2 separate regions of the Pan troglodytes genome follow, and region 1 is linked to region 2. A link is a contact called in public HiChIP or PLAC-seq data. All regions are on one chromosome and are shown on one strand. The core of a region is the stretch at or near the end of the contact, and the rest is flanking DNA. Distances in the headings are between cores, read along the strand shown.

Region 1 (6,178 bases), core at 2,423-4,922, 170 kb after region 2:
TCCCATCTCAGCTACAGGCGCACACCACCATGCCCAGCTAGCAGTGTTACTTACTATATTTAATTCACTTATCCATACAGTTTTCCAGAAGCCTTTTGTGATGACTTTATAAAGAATATATGGAGAGAGATTTCTACATAAACACACACACAGAAAAAGAGACAGTTCAGGAAAGCAGCAATAAATATGCTGATGTTGAGGGTAATATAGTTGCTAGACGGAATATCACATTGTGTGCTGAGCAGCCTGGAAGCCAAGGAGAAGAGGAGAAACATAATCAGTTGGAAAGACAGTGTGGTATAGAAAGAGCCACACATAGTGTGGCAAAGAAGCAGAACTGAGTGCAAATCCAGGGAAACTTGGGCAAGTTAGTTGACCTCTCTGTGTGTCTTAACTTCTTTCTCTGGGAAAAAGGGGAAGAATACAACCTACCCTGCACAGTGTGTCAGGGAGGCCCAAGCACACACTGCATGGTGCATAGTATACAAACAAAACGTGTTTTCCTTCCCCACTTTCCTTTTCATTATCAAAGGAGAAAGCAACCTAGTTTCCTGCGGGAAGTCAAAGTTTGCCTGGCCCTAAATTCTAAAAGAAAATTTTAATATGGGTCACTGTAAAAAGCCTTTAGAAAAGGGGAAAATGCCTCAGATTATGGTTTTAGAGTAAACCAGATGAGGATTTGCCATGGCTCTCTTTGATAACATTCCAGGGTACCAGTAAAAGCTTAATAAACATCAACCAAATGACCTACAGAGAAGCTGTGCAAAGACCACTTAGCCGCATCTGTGTTTGGAGGCAGGGAGTCCTGTTAAGCAGCTTTCAGGGTGACTATCTGCAAAGGGATTGATCTCATCTAAGCGAAGTTGAGAACTGGCGTACAATGGCTCATTTTGGATTGACTCTGCGGTCATAAGCAGTGGCTCCTCCTGCCCATGGCCAAAGACACTGGAGCAATACCACTACGCTTACATTAAAGAGCACACGGCCCCGGCATTTTTTCCAAAAACAGCAAGGCAGTGATCTCAAAGTACCAGACGTTTCCTCTGCTAATCTCTACAGATAACTGCACATCCTCTATGACTGGTCTTCTCGAAGACCAAGTTGGAAAGACTTTAACTAGATGGGCTGGTTAGGAGAGCATCTATCTGCTTGGTGTTAAAACAGGCCTCTAGACACGGAGGAAGGCAATGGGTCCCCATAACAGAGAATGTATAAGCAATCGACTCTGGACAAGAAGGGCTCTCAGTGGTGATCTAGGCCAACCCTCTCACTATTTTCCTAAGTACCTTACTGTGCAGCAAAGCATTGGGGATGCAGAGAAACGTGATACAGCACTAACCGCCCAGGAGCTCACAGTCTAGTGGGGGGCACGTGTAAACAGATAAGGGCCATTCTGTGTGGCAAGCAAATCAGACTAGGGTGGTTCGAAAATCAGAAGAGGGACCAATTCCACCTGCGAAGGCCAAGACTGGGTCTCAACCAGTGAAGAGTTGAAGGCACCTGGGGAGAGGGAGGGCATGGGAGCACCATGCCTTTGAAAGCCTCTAGGTAGCCTGAGACGACTGCAGCTTAGGGTATGAATGAAATGGTAGGAGTGGAGGCAGAAAAGGTAGACAGGACCCAGATCCCAGGGGGCCTTAGATACGCAGAGGAATTCTTTCAGATTCCATAAGGTGCAACCAAAACCAAGAGAAACCAAGTGACTTAGTTAAGCTCCTGTAGCAAGTTATGGGAAAAGCCAGGCCTGGAACCCCAGTCTCTCGACTCCCGCAGTCCACTTCTCTCCCCTGCTGCCTCCCACGCCTGAGCAGCTGGGGAAGACCAGGAGAGAGAATGGCCCATTCAACACTCACTACCCAGAGAATCTGGAGTCTTTGCCTGGCCATCTTCAGGGCAGAGGATGTACTGTCCTGTTCACTTGGCAAGCCACTCCTTACAAGAAAAACAGCCCTTCCTAACTCATTGTGTTTCTCTCTGCAGTGGGAGAGGGCTGGAAGTCCATTCCAACCACAGAATACAGTCTCTTCATGGAAGGAAAATAATTTAACAGCAACAGTCCAGGAATCAGACAAGCTACGGTCCCAGAGGCAAGCGTTGGAGGGGCCTTCTGCTCCACGGAGACACTGACTGCACGCAGGGTACTGACCAGGGCAGGGGACCAGAGATGAATCAACTCCAGCCCGGGAGCTCACCGTCCAGCAGGGGAGATAAGGCAGATGGAAAAGTAACTATAAAATAAGGCAGACGGTGATAAGAGTTACACAGGAGATACAGATAGCAGGCAGTGGGAGTTCAGAGCAGAGAGGAGTCTGGGGGATGGATGTTAGGGGAGATTCAGATGAAGGGGAGCACTTACTGCCTTCCCTCCAGAAGTGGGGGGTCTATCCTAGCAGCTCTGGTCACTCCCAGATGGGGGCCGGGGAGAGAGCTGGTTGTGGACAAAGACAGATGTTCCAGTGAGGTCTCCTTTGAAGAATCCAGACTCTGGGTGGGGGAGGCAGGTAGGCCGGGGTGTTTGGAGAGGCACCCAGCCCACACTTCAGAGGGAGGGAGAGGAGTGCAGGATGTCTCTGCAGGAGCAAGTCGGTGGAAAGGGGACAAGCCTGGAGGACTTGCCTTGAAATGACATTTGCACCGCGCGCACTATGTTCACCTGGAGTGGCCGTTTGGGATTTCTTGCGGGGAGACAGTGCACACTGGGGCGGGGGACACTGAACTTTCCCTCTCCCCAAGGCCCCCCGATCAGCCCTGCCACGGATAAGAAAGGATTCGGGGTTGGAAGAAGACAGAGCCGGCACCCCATTACCACACGAAGGGGGCACTGAGGATGGAGACGGGCCACACCCCAACCCTGGGCCCCCGACAAGCAGAGGCCACGGCCCGGGCCTGGGGACGGTCAGCTGGAGGCGGGAAGCAGAGAAGGCGGGCCGGGGGCTCACCTCCGCTTCCTCCCGATAGCCCCTTCCTCGCCCTGGCACCGGCACTGCCCACGCCTGCCCCCCGACCGCTATGACACTTGTCCCTGGCGGGGGTCCCCCACGCGGTCGCGACCGACGGAAATTCGGAAATCAGCGTTTCGGGCACGGATCCAGGGCCGGCGACTCACTGAGGCCAGGCTCGGGCGGTCTCCCGAGCGGGGTTCCCGCACGCCACACCCTCCTCCCTGCCCGGGTCTCCGCTCCCTCCTCCAGCCCCCGCGGCTCGGCGGGCGGGCGGGCGGGCGGGCCGGGGCCTCTCTGGGAGCCGCCGCCCAGATCCCCAGGTCCCCGGCCAGCGCCCGGCACTGCGGGACTCACCGCGGGCCTGCGGAGCGGCCGCCCGGACGCACTCACCCCGCTCGGCGCGGCCGCGGGTTCTGTCCTCTTCGGGGCCCCGGCTGGGCCGCCGCCACCTCACGCCGCCTCACGGGGAGCGCCCGCCCCGCGGCCCCGGCCCGGCCGGCTGCGCCCCGCGCGCCCCCGCCGCCTGCTGGCCCCGGGCGAGCGGCAGAGCCCCGGCGGGCATTGCTCCCGAGCGTCGCAGGCGGGCGGCGGCGGCGGCGCACGTGCTGGCGGGCGGCTCTCGCTGAGGCGGCCGCGAGCTGAGAAGGAAGCGCCGGGCGGGCGGCCGGGGCCGGCTGGACAGCTCTACGCCGCGGCGCCGCGGTGCCCCGCGCACCCCAGCGGCCGCTGCTGCCCGCGCGCGCCGGGCCGGGCTCGCATTCCCTCAGTGGCGGCGGCGCCTCCTCAGGCCGCGCGGGGGAGCGGCGGCGGCGGCGGCGGCGGCGGGGGCGCGTCCCTGCGGAGTGTCGGCCCGGCCCCGCCGCCTCCGCCGGAAGAAACCTCTCCGACTTGGGCAGCCCGCCTGGTTCCTCAGCCCTGCCGCGGCGACCCCGCTCCTCCCCGGCTCGCCCGTGTCCTCAGGGCCCGGGACTGGACTCGGGGGCGGCGGCGCGGATCCCCGCCCCGGGCTCCTCGCCCACCGTCCGCAGCAGCCGAGCGCACTCGGGGGCGGGAACCGGCCGACTTGCGGCCACTGTGACTCTCAAAACAGCCTCATTTTAAAAAATGAAGTTTCTTAGGAGAGAAATGGTAAACCAGGGAGGGCAGAGCGCAGCGGGCAGCTCACCGAAGCCCAGCCCCGGGCGCGGTGCTCGCCACACGGTGGGTCCGCGCTCTCCCCTCAGGACGCCCGGGCCGCGGCCCAGGGAACGGCAGAGCCGGGAGCGCAGCCGTCCCGGTCCCCACCTCAGGGAGTAACTGGAAGAGGATCACGAACAGTTTAATCCGGATGATCTGGCACGACAGGGCTCTCCAATGGGAAGAGCCCCCGGTGGGGGAGCGCCTGGTGACATTCCTTAAAAACATGAGGTGTTTGTTAGGTTGAGCCAGGGTGGACTTGTTTGGCAAAATCTGAAGTCATGGAACTAAAGAGGGCACACCTAAAACTTAGTGATGTGTGACCCATCCCTACTTGTCACCTTATAAGGCTGAGGAGACGGCGGTGCTCCCCTGGAGGGGAGAGGACAAGCTAAAATTAAGGCGGCCTAGATGACTCCAGATGAAGCCGGGGAGGCCGAGCCCCTGACAGCTGCTCACCTCCTGGGGTCACGGCAGAACCCAACTGAACGGGCCAGGAAGGCCATCGTTCCCGACTCGCCTCCAGGTGCCCCTGACCATGACCACGCAGAGGAGGACCAAGGCGTACCATCATCACCTAGAACGCTTCAGCTCCTTCCCTCCACCAAGAGGTGCCCTAGGATCCATCCAGAAAGATCTGCCGAACCCACAGAGTCCCAACGGGAACTGTGCTCCTGGATGGACGCCCCTTAACCCATAACTCAAGGACTTCTCTATGCCTGGGACTTAAAATCACCAACAACCCGCTCCTGCAGCCAGCTAGCGGAAATAAACACACAAAGGCCACACGCCAGTTCACAGCCACGAGTATTTATTGAGTGCCTGTAGTGCAAGAAAGAGAGATGGTCCCTGCTCCCGCGGAGCTTACAGCTTCACGACTCCAGCATCTGGCTAGATTCAGAAACAACTGCAGCAAGCACTTGTCTACCCACCAGCAGCACTGTATAAAGCACATTTTTCACATTATCGGTCACTGTTACAGTGAAATTGTTAGATGTAAAAACTATCCTTGAAATCTGTAGTCATAGAGATGACATGGTACATAATGTCCAGCAAATGCACATTTATGGCTTGATTCCTCACATATCTGAGGGGTCTATGGAAATAAAGTACAAATCAGGCAGAAAAGACTTAGTAACACAGTTCCTAAGAATACTGGGGTAGTAGTTTATTATCAAACTACCATAGAGCTCTTGGCAGGGCAGGAAATTATTTCCAGCAAAATTTGTGCAATATAGTGGATTTAATCAAACCTGCAACTGTCAACCATACATGGTCCCTCATGACAGGTAAATATAATCTACCTGTCTGAATGGTAAAAGGCTACAGGTGTGCATTTATTTTTTAAAGCTTCTTAAAGACTCATAGCACAAGTGGCACATTGAAATCTAGTGAAAACTTGAGATAATCTAAAAATTAAAGTGACAAAAGTGTCTAATTTTACTACATATGTTCAGATTTCAAGTAGCGTCCAGCAAAGCACGTGGCTTTTCTGGGCGAGAAGGGGATAGCTTTTGGTTGGCTATCACAGACTCCACCTACATCTCCTAACACTCACTGGCAGGCACTTCCTGTGCATGGTTCTGCCCACAAGCTGTCACCTTTAGATGAAACATTTGAAGGGGCAATTATTTGGAGGATACTGGCAATAATTTTTAGAAAAACAACCTATATTTATATCAAATAACCCCCAAGTCACCAATTAAGACCAAAGTGCTTTCTGAACTTACACGTGACAGGTTATCAAATTTGTTAAATTTTTGGTGGTTAAAAAACCAAACACACCAGAGGGATGCTTAATTTAAACTCCAAAAAAGCTCATTTTTTTGCAAAGCGTGAAGAGAACATCTTAGACCACCTAACAAATGTCAGTCCAAGGCAGTTTTTAGGTCAACTGCTTGGGACATAATCTACTTTTTTATTTCAGAAAGTATGCTACCTCAAGGCTGGGCACAGTGGCTCATGCCTGTAATCCCAACACTTTGGGAGGCCAAGGCAGGCAGATCATTTGGGGTCAGAAGTTCAAGACCAGGATGGCCAACATGGTGAGAACCCCGTCT
Region 2 (5,805 bases), core at 2,528-5,027:
GGAACACAGGACTTGGCCATGACTGTCTCCTGTCGCTATGTGGGCCCAGATGGTTGAGGTACATCTAGGGGTTCTCATCCCAGCTAGGCTCAGGTTGGGGCAGTCTGAAACAGGATGGGTCCCCTTCTAGAAGTCCCTTTCAGCTAACAGTCTGGAACTTGCAGTTGACCCAGATAGATTCAGGAGTGTAGGCTAGACTTGGCTTCCAGCCTGGGCCCTGTCTGGCGTTCTGGGCTTCAGTTTCTTCATCTGTACAGTGGCCTCAGGAGGATGGGAGGCCCCACCTGGTAACAACCCTGTGCCACCCCAGCTTGAGCAGGAGGTGGAGCGGCGGCGGCGGCTGGGGCAGGAGTCAGCAGCTAGGAAAGCCCTCATCGCGAGTTCCTACCACCCGGCACGGCCTGAGGTCTACGACTCACTGCAGGTACCAGCCAGCCAGAGTGCTTGAAGGCCGGTACTGGAAAGAGGAGGTAGCATCCAGGGCTGGGGGTGCTGCCTGCCCCACAGCTGGTGTGTTTTGCTCCCAGGATGCAGCTCTGGCTCCCGAGTTCCTGGCCGTGACTGAGTACAGCGTGTCCCCAGGCGCAGACCTCAAGGGCCTTCTCCAGCGGCTGGAGACAGTATCGGGTGAGGTCCTGGCCCTGAGACCTGGCAGGACCAGGGAATGGCAGCCTGGGAAACCTGGGTGTGGGATGCTGGGGTCCCTCCAGCCACCATCTCTGCCTCCAAAAACCAAACCAGCAGGAGCTGGAAGGGTCAGTGGGACCAACCTGCCAGGAGCAGGACATCCGCATTCATTCATTCAATACCTGCCATGAGCCTGGTATCTTCATTCTTTCCTTCACCCTTCCTTCGTGCCCTCATCCAGCAAATAGTGGATATTTGTGTCATGTGTGGGACAGCTGGCACACTCAAACAGGGCTGATCCAAGATCTTAAAGGGACCATTGAGACAGGTATGGGCAGGATAAAGGGACCAGTAAGGAATGGCAAAGCCCGGCCCCCCAGGGCTGGCAACAGGAGGGAGCAGTTACCACCTGGAGTTGTGGCTCTGGGCGGAGGCCTGCAGCCATGCCAAACTCCAAGTAGGGCAAGAAATGCCCCACTTCTCTTCAGATTTCCTGCTGGGCTCACTTATTGGCTAAACCCAGCAGGAAATGCTGGGCAAGGGAGGTTTGCGTGTTGTTTAACCTCTGATTCAGTTTCCTTATCTGTAAAATGGGAGCAACAGTAACCCCCTCTCTTAAGGCACTGTGACGATCAAGTGAGTTAATCTGCATAGAGTGCCTGTCACAGGGCCCGCACGTAGTGTTTGGAAAGTGTTTCCTATTCTTATTGGCACTGATAGCCTGGGCTAGGGGCTCCTGTGGGAGGCAGATACAAGTTTCCCCTCATGGAGCCTGTGCTTTGTTGGGGGTCATGGGTGGAATGAATCCCCCTCCTCCCAGCCTGGGGGTGCTCTCCTCATTGCCTTCCACTCCCCGGCAGCTGAGATAGTGCTGAGGCTGTTGGCTGGGGCAGGGCCTAGGCTGCGAGGTGGCCCCATCGTGGGCACACTAGCCCTGCACCCCTGGGCATTGGTGCGTCCGCCAAGAAATGTTTAGGTTTCCATTCTCAGCCTGGCTTCTTCCCCCTCAGGGCCCAGCAAGAAAGAACAGCCCCTTCTGGCCTTCCTGCTGGGGGACAGAGGCTCCCAGAGCCACTTCTGAGTTGGGGTACAGACTTCGGTGGCTCATCAGATGAAAGGAGGTGCAGAGAGAGCCTGAAGTTGGCTCTGTGATCCCGACTTGGCTGTCACTGGCCTGCTGGGTGTCCCTGGGCTACTTCCTTCCCCTCTCTGGGCCTCAGGACCCATATGTGAGCTCCCAGGGCCAGCCCTGTGGACACTTGTAGTCTGGGGAAAGGTTCCGGGCATAAGTGGGGGGCATGGGAATCGGCCTCCCCTGCTCCTCATGTTACTTCCTTAAGTCATCACAATAGCCCTGAAAAGCAAAGGCCTCATCCCCATGGCACAGGTGATGAAACAGGAAGACTGAAGCCCAGGCCTGGCAGGCCCACGGCCACATTCAGGCCAACAGACCATCCCTCCTTCCACAGAGGAGAAGCGCATCTACCGGGTGCCTGTGTTCACAGCGCCCTTCTGCCAGGCCCTGCTGGAAGAGCTGGAGCACTTCGAGCAGTCGGACATGCCTAAGGGGAGGCCCAACACCATGAACAACTACGGGGTGGGTGAGGCCTGGCCCGTGGCAGAGGAGGGGGTGGCTGGGGTCAGGAGGCAGTGTCAGAGGTTCTGCAGATGGGCTGCCTGCCCGGGCTGCGAAAGAAGGTCACAGTGGGATCACCGTGGAGTGGAAGCCCAGGGTTGCAGCCCTCTAGTTTCCTTGCTGACCCCAGGAATCCCCTCCCAGGTGCTGCTGCACGAGCTCGGGCTGGACGAGCCGCTGATGACACCACTGCGGGAGCGCTTCCTGCAGCCGCTGATGGCCCTGCTGTACCCTGACTGTGGCGGGGGCCGGCTCGACAGCCACCGGGCCTTTGTGGTCAAATACGCGCCGGGCCAGGACCTGGAGCTGGGCTGCCACTATGATAATGCTGAGCTTACCCTCAATGTGGCCTTGGGCAAGGTCTTCACGGGGGGCGCCCTGTATTTTGGGGGCCTCTTCCAGGTGAGTGTGTGACCCATGCGGCAGGGCCTGGGGCAGCTGTGAGTGCCCAGGCCTGAGTCGTGCCATCTGCAGGCACCCACAGCCCTGACGGAGCCCCTGGAGGTGGAGCACGTGGTGGGCCAGGGTGTCCTCCACCGTGGCGGCCAGCTGCATGGAGCCCGGCCCTTGGGCACTGGTGAGCGTTGGAACCTTGTCGTCTGGCTCCGAGCCTCTGCTGTGCGCAACAGCCTCTGTCCCATGTGCTGCCGTGAGCCCGACCTGGTGGACGATGAGGGCTTCGGTGATGGCTTCACCCGAGAGGAGCCCGCCACGGTGGATGTATGTGCGCTCACCTGAGCTTGCTTGGGCCCAGTGTGGGGGTGGCAGGCAGGTGAGGGCTCCGTTGCCTTGGTCTGGGGGCAGAAATAAAATCCCCGCAGCCTACTGCACTTCTTGGCTCAAGGGTGTGCCAGCTTCTGGGTCATTCTATGGGCAAAGATGCTGCCTTAGTTCAGGTTTGTCAGAAGCAGAGTCTGGAATGGGGCTTCAGCGAGGGAGTCAGGGAAGCAGGGGAGGGGAGGGAGCAGCTGGGCAAGGAAGTGGCTTCAGAGGACGTCCAGCCTCAGCTGGCCCCACGGAGAGCTCCAGGCAGAGCCCACAGTACCACAGTGTGCCCACACCACCGGTTACTGGCTCCTGGATGAGGGGGCCAGAGAGGAGTGAATAACTTCCCAGACACTTATCTCCAGGGCAGGGTGCCTTCCAGTAGCCAAGGGAAGCCTCCAGAGAGCACAGATGTGAACCCTCAGCAGCAGGCATCACCCCCAGTGGACTCGGGTGGGCCACCAGTAGCATCTTCTAGATGGCAGAGGGGTGAATGGCAGGGCCGGGAACCAGGCTGCCCGGGTTCCCATTCTGCTTCTGCCACTTCCAGCTGTGTGGCTTTAGGTGAGCCTTCACCTTTTGGTGCCTTCGTTTCCTCATTTAGCACCTGCCTCCTAGAGCTGTTTTGGGAGTCAAATGCGCTGACGTATATAAAGTGCTTTCCAAGATCCCTTTGTGTTTGCGGCTGTCATTGTGGAAGAGTTGCAACTTGGGGGCCCGAGATTGGATGAAGCGCACAGCCACGCTTTGGGTTACACATTTGAAAGTCAGGGGGCTTCCATATTGCAGTCTTGAGTTTGGTCTCCCTGGGAAGGTGGGGCACCAGCCCCATGCCACGTTGCACGGATCAGCTGGAGCAGAATCCCGGCTTCCTTCCGGATGGGCCTGGGGTCCATGCCCGCGCTCACTGCCAAGATCTTTCTGGCCCCTACGGACACGAGTTTGCGACCTCTGAGTCACTGGGTGGGCGCGTCGGAAAGACCAGGGCGCCTCAGTCTGGAGCTCGCAGTCGTATGGAGAGGGCAGGACCAGCCGGGAAGGAGGGCGGCGCGCGCGAGGGTCGCCTTCTTCCCAGGGCACCGGGGGCGTGGGTGCTGCGGGCGTGCGCCGAGAGGGCAGCCTTGGAAGCGGGCGCAGCTTCGGCAGACACAGGCGTGAGGGGCTGCGGAGCTCGAGGGCCGGCGCCCCTGCTTGCCTCTGCGGGAGGTGGGCGCGCCCGGGACGGAACCTGGGGCGTCAGAACGAAAGGCAGCGGCGCCGCGCTTCCCAGCCGGACAGCCTCCCGCGCAGCGCCCCGGCCGGAAGCCTCCTCGCCGCCGCTTCCTCTCGAGAAGGCGCGGGGCGGGCTGTCCGGCCCGCAGGGCGGTCGAGGTGGGAACGGAGCAGCCCCGGGGGCCCCCTTGAGGCGTTGAGGCCGCGAAGGGCGCGGGGCTGGAGGGTAGGAGAGCGCGGGAAAGCGCCCCAGACGCCACTCGCGGCGGACGGCGGCCAGTTCCCAGGGGTTTGGAGCCGGGTGCGCAGGCGTGGGGCCTCCGGGCAGGGGGCGGGCCCTTAACAGGCACCGCTGCGGGGACTGGAGTCGGCGGAGAAAACCGGGGTCCCCAGCGCTGGGGGTGGGTGAGGGTCGCTCATTTTCCCGGGACGGTGACGGGTACTGGGCGTCGCCAGGCCCCGGCCCCGCTAGAGCCACCCTTGGAGCCCGCCCGCGGCCGGCCTTGGGGGCTTCGGCTCAAGCGCGTCTTCTCCGTCGCCAGCCCGCGGCGCCATGGCTCACGTCGGCTCCCGCAAGCGCTCGAGGAGTCGCAGCCGGTCCCGGGGACGGGGGTCGGAAAAGAGAAAGAAGAAGAGCAGGAAGGACGCCTCGAGGAACTGCTCGGCCTCCACATCCCAAGGTCGCAAGGCCAGCACGGCCCCTGGGGCGGAGGGTGAGGACCACAGGCATCGGGGAGAGGAGGCGCAGTTACTCCCCGGGGAAGTCGGGCGAGCAGTGGTCGGGGACGCTCAGTCATGCCTCTGTGCAGCCGGGCCTGAGATGTGAGGGCCAGGCGCCGCAGGAGCCAGGAAGGGGCTCTTCTGGGAAGCTCCATCTCTGTTCTGGAAAGCTCCTCAGGAAGCGCTCACCCTGTAGACGGTCTGTGCCTGCCCCAGGCCAGAGCAGGGGACGAAGGTTTACCTCTTCCTCTCCTGGCCTTCCAGCCTCACCTTCTCCCTGCATCACAGAGAGAAGCAAGCAGAAGGCCCGGAGGAGACCAAGATCCAGCTCCTCCTCCTCTTCTTCCAGTTCTCCTAGCTCCTCTTCTTCCTCCTCGTCCTCCTCCTCTTCCTCCAGTGATGGCCGGAAGAAGCGGGGGAAGTACAAGGACAAGAGGAGGAAGAAGAAGAAGAAGAGGAAGAAGCTGAAGAAGAAGAGCAAGGAGAAGGCGGAAGCACAGCAGGTGGAGGCTCTGCCGGGCCCCTCGCTGGACCAGTGGCACCGATCAGCTGGGGAGGAAGAGGATGGCCCAGGTATTGTGCTGCCCAGCACCTGGGGGGGAGAAGGTCGCTTCCCAAGGCCTGGCCACCACCTCCGTCTTCCCTTCCAGTCCTGACGGATGAGCAGAAGTCCCGAATCCAGGCCATGAAGCCCATGACCAAGGAGGAGTGGGATGCCCGGCAGAGCATCATCCGCAAGGTGGTGGACCCCGAGACGGGGCGCACCAGGTGGGGAGCTTTCGGCCTGACTTACACCACAGGATCTGGGAGTGTTGGCTGAAGATGTGTGCTCTCGGGAGGAGTGG

What was found. HiChIP or PLAC-seq counts read pairs in DNA pulled down with a chosen protein or histone mark.
Region 1: a contact with region 2 is called in an H3K4me3 HiChIP or PLAC-seq map of stem cell-derived excitatory neurons, with 10 times the contacts expected there. The contact joins the promoter of PITPNM2 here to the promoter of ARL6IP4 in region 2. A contact is called at or near these places in 1 of 7 Hi-C or Micro-C datasets (stem cell-derived neural progenitor cells) and 1 of 1 datasets of contacts at active chromatin or transcription factors (stem cell-derived excitatory neurons).

The regions. Positions count from the first base shown.
Region 1 is chr10:129,988,263-129,994,440 of NHGRI_mPanTro3-v2.0_pri, forward strand. PITPNM2 (phosphatidylinositol transfer protein membrane associated 2) reads right to left here and starts at 3,673. Exons shown (of 25, transcript XM_054663755.2): 1 at 3,297-3,673.
Region 2 is chr10:129,820,241-129,826,045 of NHGRI_mPanTro3-v2.0_pri, forward strand. ARL6IP4 (ADP ribosylation factor like GTPase 6 interacting protein 4) reads left to right here and starts at 3,778. Exons shown (of 6, transcript XM_009426495.4): 1 at 3,778-4,399; 2 at 4,783-4,920; 3 at 5,225-5,533; 4 at 5,611-5,728. The coding sequence starts at 3,859. It overlaps OGFOD2 (2-oxoglutarate and iron dependent oxygenase domain containing 2), which reads left to right. Exons shown (of 8, transcript XM_063785224.1): 3 at 1-58; 4 at 311-424; 5 at 528-627; 6 at 2,097-2,224; 7 at 2,408-2,665; 8 at 2,738-3,696. The coding sequence starts at 38. The coding sequence ends at 3,001.